Regions from separate parts of the Mus musculus genome. Here regions 2 and 3 are each linked to region 1. A link is a contact called in public Hi-C and HiChIP or PLAC-seq data. All regions are on one chromosome and are shown on one strand. The core of a region is the stretch at or near the end of the contact, and the rest is flanking DNA. Distances in the headings are between cores, read along the strand shown. Region 1 overlaps Sdccag8 (serologically defined colon cancer antigen 8). Region 2 holds the start of 2310043L19Rik (RIKEN cDNA 2310043L19 gene). Region 3 overlaps Gm30013 (a long non-coding RNA gene).

Evidence for each region. A called contact is a pair of places that touch in the nucleus more often than the background predicts. HiChIP or PLAC-seq counts read pairs in DNA pulled down with a chosen protein or histone mark.
Region 2: an H3K27ac HiChIP or PLAC-seq map of stem cell-derived neural progenitor cells shows a contact between it and region 1, with 6 times the contacts expected there. The contact joins the promoter of 2310043L19Rik here to the enhancer-like site in region 1. A contact is called at or near these places in 1 of 15 datasets of contacts at CTCF or cohesin (the NIH/3T3 cell line), 1 of 484 Hi-C or Micro-C datasets (neural progenitor cells), 4 of 115 datasets of contacts at active chromatin or transcription factors (differentiating embryonic stem cells, embryonic stem cells, neural tube and 1 more) and 1 of 9 other capture datasets (embryonic stem cells).
Region 3: a contact with region 1 is called in a Hi-C map of cerebral cortex, with 1.8 times the contacts expected there. The contact joins two enhancer-like sites. A contact is called at or near these places in 3 of 484 Hi-C or Micro-C datasets (cerebellum, cerebral cortex and cortical neurons) and 3 of 115 datasets of contacts at active chromatin or transcription factors (astrocytes, embryonic stem cells and neural stem cells).

What each region holds. Positions count from the first base shown.
Region 1 is chr1:176,991,945-176,996,295 of GRCm38.p6, forward strand. The region is part of intron 16 of Sdccag8 (serologically defined colon cancer antigen 8); the gene reads left to right. Among named protein-coding and RNA genes, the nearest start is that of Gm15423, 53 kb to the left of the region's middle. Within about 2 kb of position 2,412, at least 147 of the 459 cell types and tissues checked have an H3K27ac peak or open chromatin away from gene starts, as enhancers often do. A contact at or near this core is called in cerebellum, cerebral cortex, cortical neurons and 4 more, where this site is marked.
Region 2 is chr1:177,641,160-177,645,510 of GRCm38.p6, forward strand. It overlaps 2310043L19Rik (RIKEN cDNA 2310043L19 gene), which reads right to left and starts at 1,784. Exons shown (of 3, transcript NR_037994.1): 1 at 1,548-1,784; 2 at 851-955; 3 at 383-738.
Region 3 is chr1:177,571,548-177,575,898 of GRCm38.p6, forward strand. The region is part of intron 2 of Gm30013 (a long non-coding RNA gene); the gene reads left to right. Among named protein-coding and RNA genes, the nearest start is that of Gm51282, 5.8 kb to the right of the region's middle. Within about 2 kb of position 1,969, at least 26 of the 459 cell types and tissues checked have an H3K27ac peak or open chromatin away from gene starts, as enhancers often do. A contact at or near this core is called in cerebellum, cerebral cortex and cortical neurons, where this site is marked.

The sequences.
Region 1 (4,351 bases), core at 1,162-3,661:
AATCCTTAACTGTGCTGAGAACAGCATCCAGCACACAGGCTAAATGAAAGTATTCAACATACATTGACTATAGAATGCTCAAGAATTAGGTAGCACATATGGACATTTGGTAAAGAGGTGGGTTTTTTTTTTTTTTGTTTTTTTGGGCATATATATATATATATGTATATATATATGTATGTGTGTGTGTGTGTGTGTGTGTATAGATTTCCTTATCAGATGCTTTAGGTTCAGTCTCATCAGATGATGAGGTGGCAAATGTATGAACAACAGAGCCAGGGTTTTTCACAGAAGTTTGACTTTTAATCCTATCTTCACTTTGTTATTTTCATTGTTAGCAGTGTGGACGTAAGAGAGAAACCTAGTGTTGTGGTCAGGCCTGGACGCTGGCTCATTTATCCATGAGATAAAGACAAGATACTGCCTGTGCTCCTTAGCCTCTGTAAAATGAGCATCATGGTGGCATTAGTGATGTATAACGTTAAGATCAACTGGGTAGCAAAACACTTGAGCACCGTGGCATACAACCGCAGGTCTTGTTACTTGGGAGACTGAAGCAGGAGGATTGCTTGAACCGGGGAACTTGGTACCAGCCTGAACAACATAGTCAGACTCTGTTAGGAGGAGAAAAGAAGAAGAAAGAAGTGGAGAGTTTTACACTGCTTATCACCCTGTCTTTGTTCCTGAATTTCCGTTGCCCCAGTCATTAGATGGAAGAGATGCTGCCGACCTCGCAGAGCTGCTTTTCGGATGAATGGGCTAATGCGTGTAGAAAGAACTTTGTCTGTGCTCAGCAGCGCCATTACAATAACAACTGCAGCGCCTGTAAAGTCACTCAAGGTGCTCAGTGGGCCTGGCCCTTGATGTACTATCTCTAATTCTCCTAACAGTCCTGTAGGGTAGGTAGCATTGCTTTAGACTGTAAAGCAAGAATCAGTCTTCCAAGAATTTGCTTAGGATCATGCTCAGATTTCAGTTGAGGTCCATTTGATTTTACCTGCAAATCTGTCATTCTGTGTACCTACATCTCCATGAGACTAGTCCAAAAGAGTGCTAGTAGTCAGCTGTGTTCATCATCATCATGGGAGGAAGAATTTACTTCTTGTTATCTAGTTTGGGTTATTATATTTTCTTTGAGTAGTATCACATCTACTTCATGAATTTCATGGTAAGACATATAGCTTTGATGTAATGTGCCTAAGCCATATTCCTTCACAGCATTAAACATCAGCTCACTAAAAACCACTGCTCTCTGTAACATGCAGCCCTAGGCCGCAAAGACATTTCTAAAGATAGAACCCTCAACCCTGTCCTCAAGGTGGCTCAGCCGGCTGTGGCTGTGTGGCTGTGTGGCTGTGTGTGCAGACACTGTGGCTGTGCGGCTATGCGCATGGATGCTGCGGCTGTGTGCATGGATGCTGCGGCTGTGTGCACGGATGCTGCTGACTTCCTGTCTCAGAGCTCTGCTTCTCAGGCCATTCCTCATGCTTTACATTTCAGTTACAAGAACTTTTTATTCCTGTTGTAGATTGTAAGTAATGGATTTACAGTTTGGTTCCCCTGTCTGCATACTGGTTCTAGCCAGTTGGTGTTACTGCTCTCTGGCCCACAGTATGGGCCCTATGAACAATGCTACCTGCATAAGCAGACCTAGCATCCCTTGTGAGACCTGTGTTGGGCCTTGGAGTTTGGCAACTTCCTACGTATAGATGTTTGCTAAAGACTTTTTTATTGATGTTGTTTCCTTCCCTCCCTCCAAACATGAGTCTCTTCCTCTGTCAAACTGAAATAAGGACCTGTCTCTCGTGGTCTCGGGCGAGGCAAGGGAAGACATGCTTCAGACAGCATGCACAGCACCCAAGGCGTGCCTCTCCCTTCCGGTGTTCTCCGGTGTTCTCCGTTGGCCTCAGCAGGATAGTCACTTCCTTCCTGCCTTTACCACATTCCCACAGACACGAGGAATTGCGTGTGGTTAGCCAACACAAGGTCCAAACCAAATTACACGGAGGTCAGACACTTAGTTTGCTCCTCTTGTGGCACTGAGACAGCCCCACCTGCTGAGTGCCAGGCACCCAGAAACAGAGGCGGTCACTGTGCCCCTCGCCTGCACTTATCAGTACTTTGTTCCTAAGGCTTTCATCATGGCCGTGAATCTGTCCTACGTATCTGTGCAGAAGAAATCTGCCAGTTTCCCTGGTGTCTCTGACCGTGGGCCTGATAGACTATTTTCTCCCCTCTCCCCCACCCTCAACTGTTCACGGTTACAGAGAGCCAGGTTTCAGTCATCAGACAGTTGAATAGACTGTCTCACTGGGGGCCAGATTCCAAGGAGACAGCCCATGGACTCACAGGCCAGGAGAGCCAGGATTGCAACAGTGTCAACAGTCTCTGCTCATCACACCAAAAAAGCCCCTTGTGGAGCTGCCTCATTAGCATACAGCCGCTATGCTAGCTAACAAAGCCAGCTCAGGGTCTGTTCCTCTCAGTGTGTCTGTCTTCCTTGACCGAAAAGAAACTACTCAAGCCAGGGAGGAGGCTCGTTGGTAGAAGACTGCATTGAAAGAATCCCACTAGGCCATTCAGAAGTGGTTTTAAAATAATCAATTTTTTGGGAGACAAGACTCTATGTTTTATTTTTCAAATTTTGTTTTAAAATCATCAATAGGTCAAAAAAAGAAAAAAAAAAAAAGAAAATCGCCATGCCCCACAGTTAAAAATGGTGGAGTCCCAAATAATTCCTGGTCATCCCCTTAAAAGCCTTGTTGTGTCAGAGTGAGTAAGAGGAGCCTCCAGCCAGGCAGGGGCACAGTGAGCCTCCTCTCAGGCTGCCTTCCTAGCCCTCTTTTGTTGGGGGATGGAGGGAAGGAGAAAGGCAGAAACAGATGTGCTGCTAGAAGATCTACAGGCTTCTGCCAACCATATGGCATCTTAAAGAAAGATGGTTGGAGCGTCTGGATTAGCAAAGAGTCGGAATGGGGAGCCATGTGTCGCGTTGGTACAGGCAGTTGTTTGAGCTCTCTCTAAATGGCTTCAGGAGATTGTGTAATGGAACAAATGGTCCTGAGAGCAGGGGAGCAGCCTTGCCGCTGCTGGAGAGGCAATTGGCCCTGGGGCGGCGGCTGCTTTCCTCCCTGCCCGCAGCATCAAGTATTCTTTTAATGTTCTTCGAACTCTGAGAATTGACTAGAACTTTTCAACTATTAATTACAAGGCTGGGTTCTCTGGGCTCTAGGCCCCTGTGAACTCTCCTCTCTGCCCCCAATTTGGTAATTAATTAGTCATGTTGCAGCCCTGCTCCCGTGTGCTGTTCCTCTGTCCTCCGCAGGGCTCCAGGCTCAGTCCTACAGTTCTCAGGGCCTTGACAAATGCCTTTTGCAGGAAGGCTGTCTAACTCCCAGGGGCCTGTGTGTCCATCCTGATCCCAGGAGATAGACAAATCTGTGGAGGCCATAGTGAGCACATGAGAGCATACCCTCCCACTGTTGTAGGTCTTCCAGTCTCTACCAGTGAAGTCACTGCACTGTTAGGCCATACCTGCCATTCCCTGGCTCATCTGAGAGCTCAGATGCTATTTTATAGTTCAGAATAAGCATAAACTGAGCGCTGAGACCTAGGGTACTGGCAGTACATGGCCATCGCAAGGCAAGCATTGTGCTCTGTTGCTGAGAAGAGGACTTTGTACATGCAGTAAAATCGCCAGTGGCTGGAAAAGTTAGTTCATAGCTAACTCTGAGGCTCAGATGTGACAAAAGTTGGCTTATAGAAGGTCGAATGGCTGAGAACAACCAAGGAAGCAGTGGGTTGACCTGAGAGAAGCATTCAGCAAATCTTCATTAACCTTTGAGAGCTCTGAGAGTGACTGGTGAGTCAGCTCCTGGCCTTTCTGAGCCCTGTGGGAACAGAGCATACCGAATATTGATGCCTTGCCTATCATGTCTGACCCCAGCTGGACGCCCTCCCCACACACAGAACCAAGGAAAGGGTAGAATTGACATAGTGAGCTGACCACTTGGATCAGCACATAAAGCTATTCACCGTGCAAGCCTGGTGCTCTGAGTTCGATACCCATCAAGGTAGAAGGAGAGAACCAACTCCATAAAGTTGTTTTCTGAATTTTCACATATATTACACACGCATGCATGCATGCATGCATGCAGACAGACAGACACACACACAGACACAGGTGCACACACATATCATACTCATATGTACACATGCACATTAAAATAATAAAAACATGAAAAACCAGAGCCATGTGAGGTGTGTGTCTAGCACAGCTTCCCTCAGAACATGGAACAGCCACAGTGCGTTCTTCTTTGTCTGTTGTAGCAACACACAGCCTCCTGCAGAA
Region 2 (4,351 bases), core at 534-3,033, 650 kb after region 1:
GTACTGAGCCTGATGAGCAGCCTGAGCACACCTTAGACAAGTTCACCCCAGTGTCACAACCCCTGTGACACTTCACACTGCCTCAAGATTTGCTTCAGTCTTGGGGCTAGCAAGGATTAGCAAGGAAAGGCACTTGCCACCTGACAATCTGAGTTTGATCCCAGGACCCATGTAGTGGAAGGAGAGATCTGGCTCCTACCTGTTGTCTCCTCATCTCTACACACATACTAGTGTGTGTGTGTGTGTGTGTGTGTGTGTGTGTGTGTGTGTGTGTATTACATTATATTTAACATAAGTTAAAATTTAAAAAAAATGTTATTTCTACCTCATCAAGAGACTGTCATTGCACACAACAGACACTTAATTAACAATTCAAATGATGTATAGCAGCCGTCTTATTTATTCATTAGGTTAGCCAATATTTATTTCTTAATCCAATCGCCCAAGTCTTACTACCTTATTCAATATCCTCAATTTACAGATGAAAAATTGAGGTTCAGAGAATTATATAATTTGTCAGAGTACAGTAGCAGCAGGATCTGAACCCAGAACACAGAGGTGGGCCTCAACGTGAATACTTTAGTTGGAATTCCAGTGGGTTCTCCACATTGTCCCAAAGCAACCAGCTTGGCCAGAGCAGAGGTGTGTGTGTGTGGACTTGATACCTGACCACAACATGCTACGAGGTGAAACTTGAATTTTCTGTTCCCTGAAGCTCCCACTTTTCTTTCCTGTTCACTGAAAACAAAATGAAATTAACATCATAATGCAAGAAATCGAGTCACATGGGTGTGGATCAATCTTCATTCCTGCCTTTGTCACATCAAAAAATTACAGAGGCTATACCCACCAGCGCCATTGTTCTCCTGGTCTCACGTCATCTCCAACGTCAGCCCTGTCACCACTCAAGGTGCCACTTCCTTAGTCCTATACAAAATGCAATTTTCACTTGCTCCTGGAAAATCAATATGGAAAGGCTCTAATTCTCCAGATTTCGATTTTTCAATAAAAATGTGAAAATGAAACTCCACAGGACTGCAGCCAAAATGGTGCCCCTGAGCCACTGTCACTCTGGAGGGAAACTCAGCAAGGGTTTTAGAGGAGAAGACCAACTTCCCCATGGCTCCTTCCATGACTCACTGGATAAGAAAGGAAGAAAGCACGGACAGGACTCATCTGTGCTAGTTTTAGACGGGTCCCTTCAAAGAAAGACTTCTTGACTCGGAATGGTACTGTGTTTGCAATCCCAGCATTTGGGAGGCTGAGGCAGGAGAATTGCTGGGAGTGAAGGCAAGCTTGGGAGCCTGGGTTACAAGTGTGAGGTTCTGTCTCAAAAAGAAAAAGGAGAGGAGGAGAGAAGGGACTGGGAAGGAGGGAGAAAGGAGGGATAAAGGAGGGGGAGAGGGGAGGGGAAGGGAGGGGAGGAAAGGGGGGAAGGGAGGGGAAGAAAGGGGAGGGGAAGGGAGGGGAGGAAAGGAGAGGAAAGGGGAGGGAAGGGGAGGAAAGGAGAGGGGAGGAGGGGAGAGCATTGGAACCTTCTGACTCACCAACTCTGCTTTCCACTTAGAAGCTCTGGGTTTGATTTCCTCACCCAGGAACAAGAGCGGGAGGAGGACAGGAGTTGGTCAGGTGAGTTCTGGGAGTGGATAGAAGTCCTCAAAGGAAGCATCCCTGGAGAGGCTCCTTAAGGTGCCTGGCTCACTGCAGGCACTCCCTAGGGTGAGCTTCCTGCATGCCTGCTTCTGCCTCTGTCCCTATCCCTCAGGCTGAACAGCTGCTGTGCCCTTTTGGAACATAGCGTTGTCAGTGGAGGGCCACTGTGAACTCTTCAGTTACTACCCAGGACCTCCTAATCCAACCAGCAGAGTGTCACACTTATGGAAATGTCACCAACAGTCCCCAGGCTCTGCCACAAGAGACCCTTCAGAACAAAGCTCCCAGGATTCCACATCACTTCTCTCCACTGCTGTGTTGACACTGAACTCAGTGGGAAGAGGAGAAGCCTCTACTGAGACCTTGCCCTGTATGTAACACGAGCTCGTGAATGTCTGTGGACGGTTCTGCCTGAGCCAAGGGCAGCAGGCAGCACCAGCCTCAGAAGGGTGAGTCTCAGCCGGTTCACTGCCACGTGATCCTGGGTGGGTCACGTAGCTTCTGGGTACTTCACTGTTCTCAGCTGTTAAACAGGTTAATAATAGAGAGGCACACTTTGACCCAGCAGCATGGCCTGGCAAAGGGAAGCCGATTCAGTGATGGGACAAATGGACAGGGAACTGAGGACTTTGAGGGAACAGAACAAGAAATCCGCGGAGCAGTGAACTTTTCTGTCAAGCCTCTGAGAGGCCTAAAACCAAAGGAGATGTTTAAGACCGCAGCACCAGCTTTAGGCTCTGTCTTGTCTCTGCCCAACACCCTCCATTTTGGCTCTCTTTCTTCCCTCAGCTCTTCCCTTCCTCTCCTTCCTGCGCGCCTTTCTCCGGTGCTGTATGGAACTCAGCCTCACTCAAGCTAACCAAGGGCCCACCACTGAGCTAGCCTCAGCCCATAGGACTAGTTTTCCTATCACTTCCCAATAACTTTTAAACCAGAACCCAGAGCTTTGATGGCAGGCAGGCTGAGGAGAGGGAGGGCATGCAAGCACAGGTTGGCTGTCTACGGATCCACACATAGTATGAATCGGTGCCAGGAGAACACATGGGGAGCCACCAGCTGTTGGGCTCTCTTGGTCCATGTCTGCTCCAGCAGGCTCATGACACTTCCAGGAAGTCAGGCTGACTGGAACAGAACCACCAGAAGGAATAGAAGACCTAGAGGCTAGCTTAGAGTCCCGGGAGTCAGGGCTGTGGTGCAATTCACAGGGTTGAGTACTTGTCTAACATGCACAAGGCTGCAGGTTTCAAACTGAGAAAGGAATGGGAACTACCTCAGGGCTGCATCCTAAGAGGATTTTACAAGGAGTTACAAGATCTAACAACAGGCTGTGTGTATGGGGTGAAAGGATACAGACACAGAAGAAAAGTTACCAAGTGAGGTTTTGGGGTTTTTTTTTTTAATAGCACATAATTTAAAAGAGAACAAAAAAAAATCAATGTTATCTGAAAGACGGTAAAACTGCTCAGGGTTTCCTCCTTTGCGTAACAGTGATTCTATTTCTAAACCCTGTGTAAATCTAATATCCTCCCTAAACAGTATCCAGCCAATGGCCTTGGAAAGCAGAACTTGCCCTCAGCAACAATGGGAGCTTTGAGCGTCAATGGTAAGTCCCCATGAGTCATAGGGGCTTGTCCCCCTGTATAGCCAGAGTTAAGTGCCTTTCCTCCCTCTCTCTCCCCACCTTAATGATAAAGAATGAACTTGAGATGTGGCCTGGCTTGTACTCAGGGTAACAGGAAGCTCTCATTATTGAAGACCTAAAACTCTGCACTGGCTGTGTCTTATTTTTATTGCAGCATCGATCCTTAACAAAACCATCAGTGAAACCAATAACACCTAAGACTGATGCAAAGCCTACACGCTTTGCAAATGGTTTTCAAAGCTGCCGTCTTTTCTCATGAAGAAACGTTCACGCTGTTACCCATCCATGTTACTGCTCAGAAACAGGAAGCCAAGCAGGCTGAGACACCCCAACACTTGTCTCTTAAATGCATAGAAGCTGCGCTGGAATTTAAGTTCATTTCTGAGCCAGCCTTAGGGGTGGACACCTGAGATTCCAACACCTGGGAGGCTGAAGCAGGAAGGATTTTGAAAACAGCCTGGATTACAGAGTGAAACCGTGTCTCGATAAATAAGCTAAAATCTAAGAAAAAAATAAAGTAAGTAAGAGCATGTCCATGTGAATTTAAACCCTGAGGCACATTAGGTCTGATGTACGTATGTCCCCAAATGTAGTCCTGGACCATGGCTCAGGGCACAGTGCTGCATTCCAACAGAGCTCTACAAACATAACTCACTGATAGTCAATGCATGATTTAAGGCTAGTGGGAGCCAGCTGTAAACCTTGAACCTCCCCATCAAAATCCCAGCTACTCAGAAAGTTAGAGTAGAAGAACTGCCTGAGTCTAGAAGTTTGAGGCTAGCCTGGATAACATAGCAAGATTTCATTACAAAAAAAGAAAAAAAAAATCAATCAATCAATAAATAAAGGCAAGTGGGGAACCAAGGCCTACACAGAGAACAGAACGGGGAGGAAGGGAGAATGGCATGTTAAATGCATGGATGACCTGCATCTGGAGGGAGGAAGGCTTTGCAGAGCAAATGAAGCAGTTTCCAAGGCATCAAGGGCAGCGCAGAGCAGTGCTCAGATCTGGGAGCCTTTGAAGGGTGTGTGTGTGTGTGTGTGTGTGTGTGTGTG
Region 3 (4,351 bases), core at 719-3,218, 580 kb after region 1:
AGAGTGACAGAGGAAGACACCTGATACCCTTCTCTGGCCTCTGCATGCATACACATGATCATACATATGCATGCATGGACACACACACAGTCACACAAAACAAAAAAAAGTTCACATATTAAAGATGTTTACCATGATGTTTGGATACACTTAAGAGATTCTATCAACAAGCTGATTGACATATACGTCACCTTACACGTTACTCTGTGTGTGTGTGTGTGTGTGTGTGTGTGTGTGTGCGCGCGCGCGCGCGCGTGTTTGCACATGTATGTGCAGGTGCCAGAAGAGTCCAGAAGAGAGTGTCAGATCCCCCATGACTGGAGTTACAGGCCTTCCAGTATAGTTTCTGAGATCTGAACTGAGTCCTCTGCAAGACTAGCCAGCGCTCTCAACCAAGCCATCTCCTCAGCTTCTGCAGCTTTCTTTGAGATAGTAATTTTATTTCCTTTGGATAGATGCCCAGAAGTGGGCCCAAATCCGTCTTGAATGGCTCTCCACCTCCACTACAATGTTCTGCATGTTACAGTTTTATTTTCCTAATAGCACTCTTTCCGTCTACAGTGATCTCGGGAGTCAATTTCATAGCATCCTTCCTCTAATAGAAAATAAACACCACGAGAGCAGGACTTGGTGTTTGACAAAATAGCAGGTATTCAATCATAAGCTACCGATAAAAAAGTCAATGAGAGGAACACACTCAGGAGACACCACAAAATGTTTACATCTTCAGAACAAGAGTAAAATATATGTTAATTAAAATAGTGGTATTGTGTATGTGCAAATCAGAGATTTGTTGCTTTTTTTCCTTCATTTTATGGGTATGGTGATTTGTTTGCATGCATATCTGTGTACCATGTGCTCACAGAGGCCAAAAGAATGCATCAGATGCTCTGGGACTGGAGTTACAGATGGTTGTGAGCCACCTTGTACACACTGGGAATTGACCCCAGGTCCTCTGCAAGAGCAGCTAGTGCTCTTAATTCTGCCTCAAGCAGACTTGGAGGTTTTTGTTGCTGTTGTTGTTTGTTGGATTTTTTTGTTTTATTTTGGTTTGGTTTTAGTGGATCTGGGTGATAAGTAGCATGGATGGTACTAGGAGTGTTTCTTTCTTTTGTTGGTGGGGTGCTATGATTTGGGTGTCTTTGGGTTTTGTTGTTTTTATGAGATGGAATCTAGTGTGCTATGTTGCCCGGGGTGGCCTTGAACTCCCTAACATTCGTCTGCTCCCCAATTCCTGGTATCACAGGACTGCACCATCAAGCTGGAGAGAGCATTTCAAAATTCTAAGAAACCCGGAAACTCTTGCCCTAGAGGCCACAGTCTTGGCAAAAGCTAGTAGAGTGCTCCATCTTCCATGTATGTGCTTAGCTCAGACTAAATTAAGACTTAATGTGCACCGTTTTTTCTTGTCATAGTGTAGTTCCATACTCAGGTGAACAATAACACAGTAGAAGAGAGCAGAGCACAGAGGACCTCCGCCATGGTCCTTGTGTCCTCGGGGTCTGGTTCCATTAAAACCACAAAAGAAACAGGAGGCTTTCTCCATCTGAGGATGGCTGAGCTCCCCGGTTCTGTTTTTCCAGTAAGCACGCAGCCCCATCCTAAGGGAGGGAGGGATCGAGGGAGGGAGGGAGGGAGGGAGGGAAGGAGGGAGGGACAGGAATACAAATCCATCCTCCTTCAGAGCTCTGTGGAATCGAAAGAAGCTCAAGGGACGATGCTCGCCCACGCGTGGACTTGTCTTCAGCGTGTGGTGTCTCCTGCCTAAACGCACACTGACCTCTGCCTCTTCAAAGGCAAAACTTGATCCATTAATGTTCTCCTGTGTTGGTTTCATAAAACATTTGGATGGGCCCTTCTTCACAAATGAATAAAAATGAGTAAAGTCCTCAGAATAAAAGGAACGCCAGGACTGGCTTCCAGAAGCACGAGGCAACCCAGAGCGCCCATCTGCAGCCAAACCCTGCAACAGACCCAGACACAGCTTAGAGGCTGGCAACAAGTCTGCCTGCGGGTTCTGCCAAGGAGCCAGATGCTGTTGCTTCCAAAGCTTGGCATCGGGGCCCCTGATTGCCATCCAACAAAGAGGAAAAATAGGAGTGATATAATGTGGTGGGCTAAAACACATCCCACCTCAACCTTTTTTATTACTCACTGAAAAAAAATATGGAAGATATTTATGGGAAAGTACCAATGTTTTTGGAAATATTGAACATACATTAGCTACAACACCATTTTTGCCAAATGGGAAATATATTTAAATTATGCAGGCTGCGTCTGTCTAAAAATAAATTGTCATCTTTTCTGATCAATGTATATGTCCAGGATATGGAAATGACTCTGCTAATTGAGGATGCTGTCAACCAGTGCACTTGTAAGTTACCAAGAAGTTGTGAAGATGTCTGTCTGTGGATGAGCATAAAATAGCAATTAATGTTGTTGTAATATAGAGCAAGTTTGAGAAGGACCCATCCAACGAAGGTGGAGTGTTGAGTTTCATGGTTATATAAAGAATTAGGAGCTATGTTGGGTTGGATGAGATAAGATGTTTACGAAAAAGTATAATGTGGAATGTGGTGGAGGATGGTGTTTGCCAAGGCTCCGGGGTAGTATTAATAACCCACTCTATATGACAAAGTGCTGCTAGGCACCGAAAGTTCACTGTCGCTCACCGTCTGGGGCTGAGATGAGCAAGGGCATGTCACTTTGGACATCACTGGGGATGGTTCTATTGTCTCCAGAGTGGCTCAGAAGTCTACACCCAAAAATTGGAAAAAAAAAAAAATAAGATGCAGGATAGTGCTGTCCTTGCCCAGTGAGATGCTGGGAGTCACGTAGACCACTCTGCTCTCCCGTTCCCCTGGATTCACGTTCACCTCAACTCCTGCCCTCAAAGTCACCACAGGGCACAGCAGTGCCACGGGAGCTGGTTCCAGGACGCTTGAGCTCAACTACATACTGCCTCGGCACACCAGCACAGGCAAATCTGTCATCTCAGCTCACTGACAGGCATTTGAAACTAGAGGACAATCTGTGAGCGAAACAAGGAGACAGAGAGGACACCAGGTTAAGCCAGGGTTGGGTGGGAACCAGTAAAGCTTTGCTCAAGGTGGGACCCCAGAAGAGAAAAGGCCCTGCACTGCTCCATCAAGCTAGGACACTGAATTTCTATCTAAACAAAACATGAATCTAGGGGAAAAAAACACTTTTTTTTTAATTTTAAAAATTTAAACATATGTATGTAACATGCAATTGCAGCCTTTTGGAAGTTACCAGCTAAATGTGAGTCATTGCAACTCAAATGTTAATTTTTACTGGCTGTGCTGTCACACGCCTGAAATCCTAGCAGTTTCAAGACTGAGGTAGGGTGAGGTGGTTGAGGCCAGCCTAGGGTACATAGCAAATTCTAGACCAACCTCGGTTGCATAGTAAGTCTCTGTTTCAAAGGAGAAAAAAGAAAATAAATGGTCAAATTAATTTTAAATCCAAGATCCTTGGATTGTTTATATAAAGAAATAATAATAGTTCTCATTAAATACAAAGATTATTCCAAAGAGAAGTGATACGCTGTCATTTTTTTTTAATAATTAAAGTTATTTACTTTCTATAGAAACCACCCTTTACAGAAAGGAACAGGCTTCAAAGAAATGGGGTATTTTCCCATAGAACCTCCTCATGTCCTCTTGTTCCCATCCATTGCAGGGAGCATGGTCACACTGGGGGGCAGACTGCAAAGATCTAGTTTGATGGCTGGCCCTGCTTTGGGAACAGATAGATCTCTCCAGAGGCCAGCACTGGCCTACAGAAAGCCTGCAGGCCCTCTGTGTCTGACGGAGAGCTATTGAGCAGACTCCTGAGTGTCAGGTCTCAAGAGAGGACACGGGCAGGGCCTCCTCTCCTTCAGTGCTTCTGAAGGTAGCTGGATGCAGGCTAGTCTCACTGGTCGCTCGGCATATTATTCATGCTAAAAGGAAGGCAGGCAAGAGAGAAAAGTGGGGGCAAATTTTCATCTTCAATTAGACCTTGTTTTGGCTGGTAGGTTGGCCAGTAGCTCCAGTTCTGAAGCATCTAACGCCCTCTTCTGGTATCCCCAGGTCCCTACACATATGTGCACATACCCTCACACAGACACTCAGAGTAGAACAGCTATTTCACCTCAACAACCTTGTCAGAAGAGGGCGTTGGTTCCCCCGGAGATGGAGTTATATGCAGTTGTGAGCCACCCGTGATGGGTGCTAATAAAACTCAGGTCCTCTGACAGAGCAACCAGCAGTTTTAACTGCTTAATCCTCTCTTCGGCCCCATAAAATGAATATAAAAAAATTTAAATAAAAAAATAGACTATTTCACT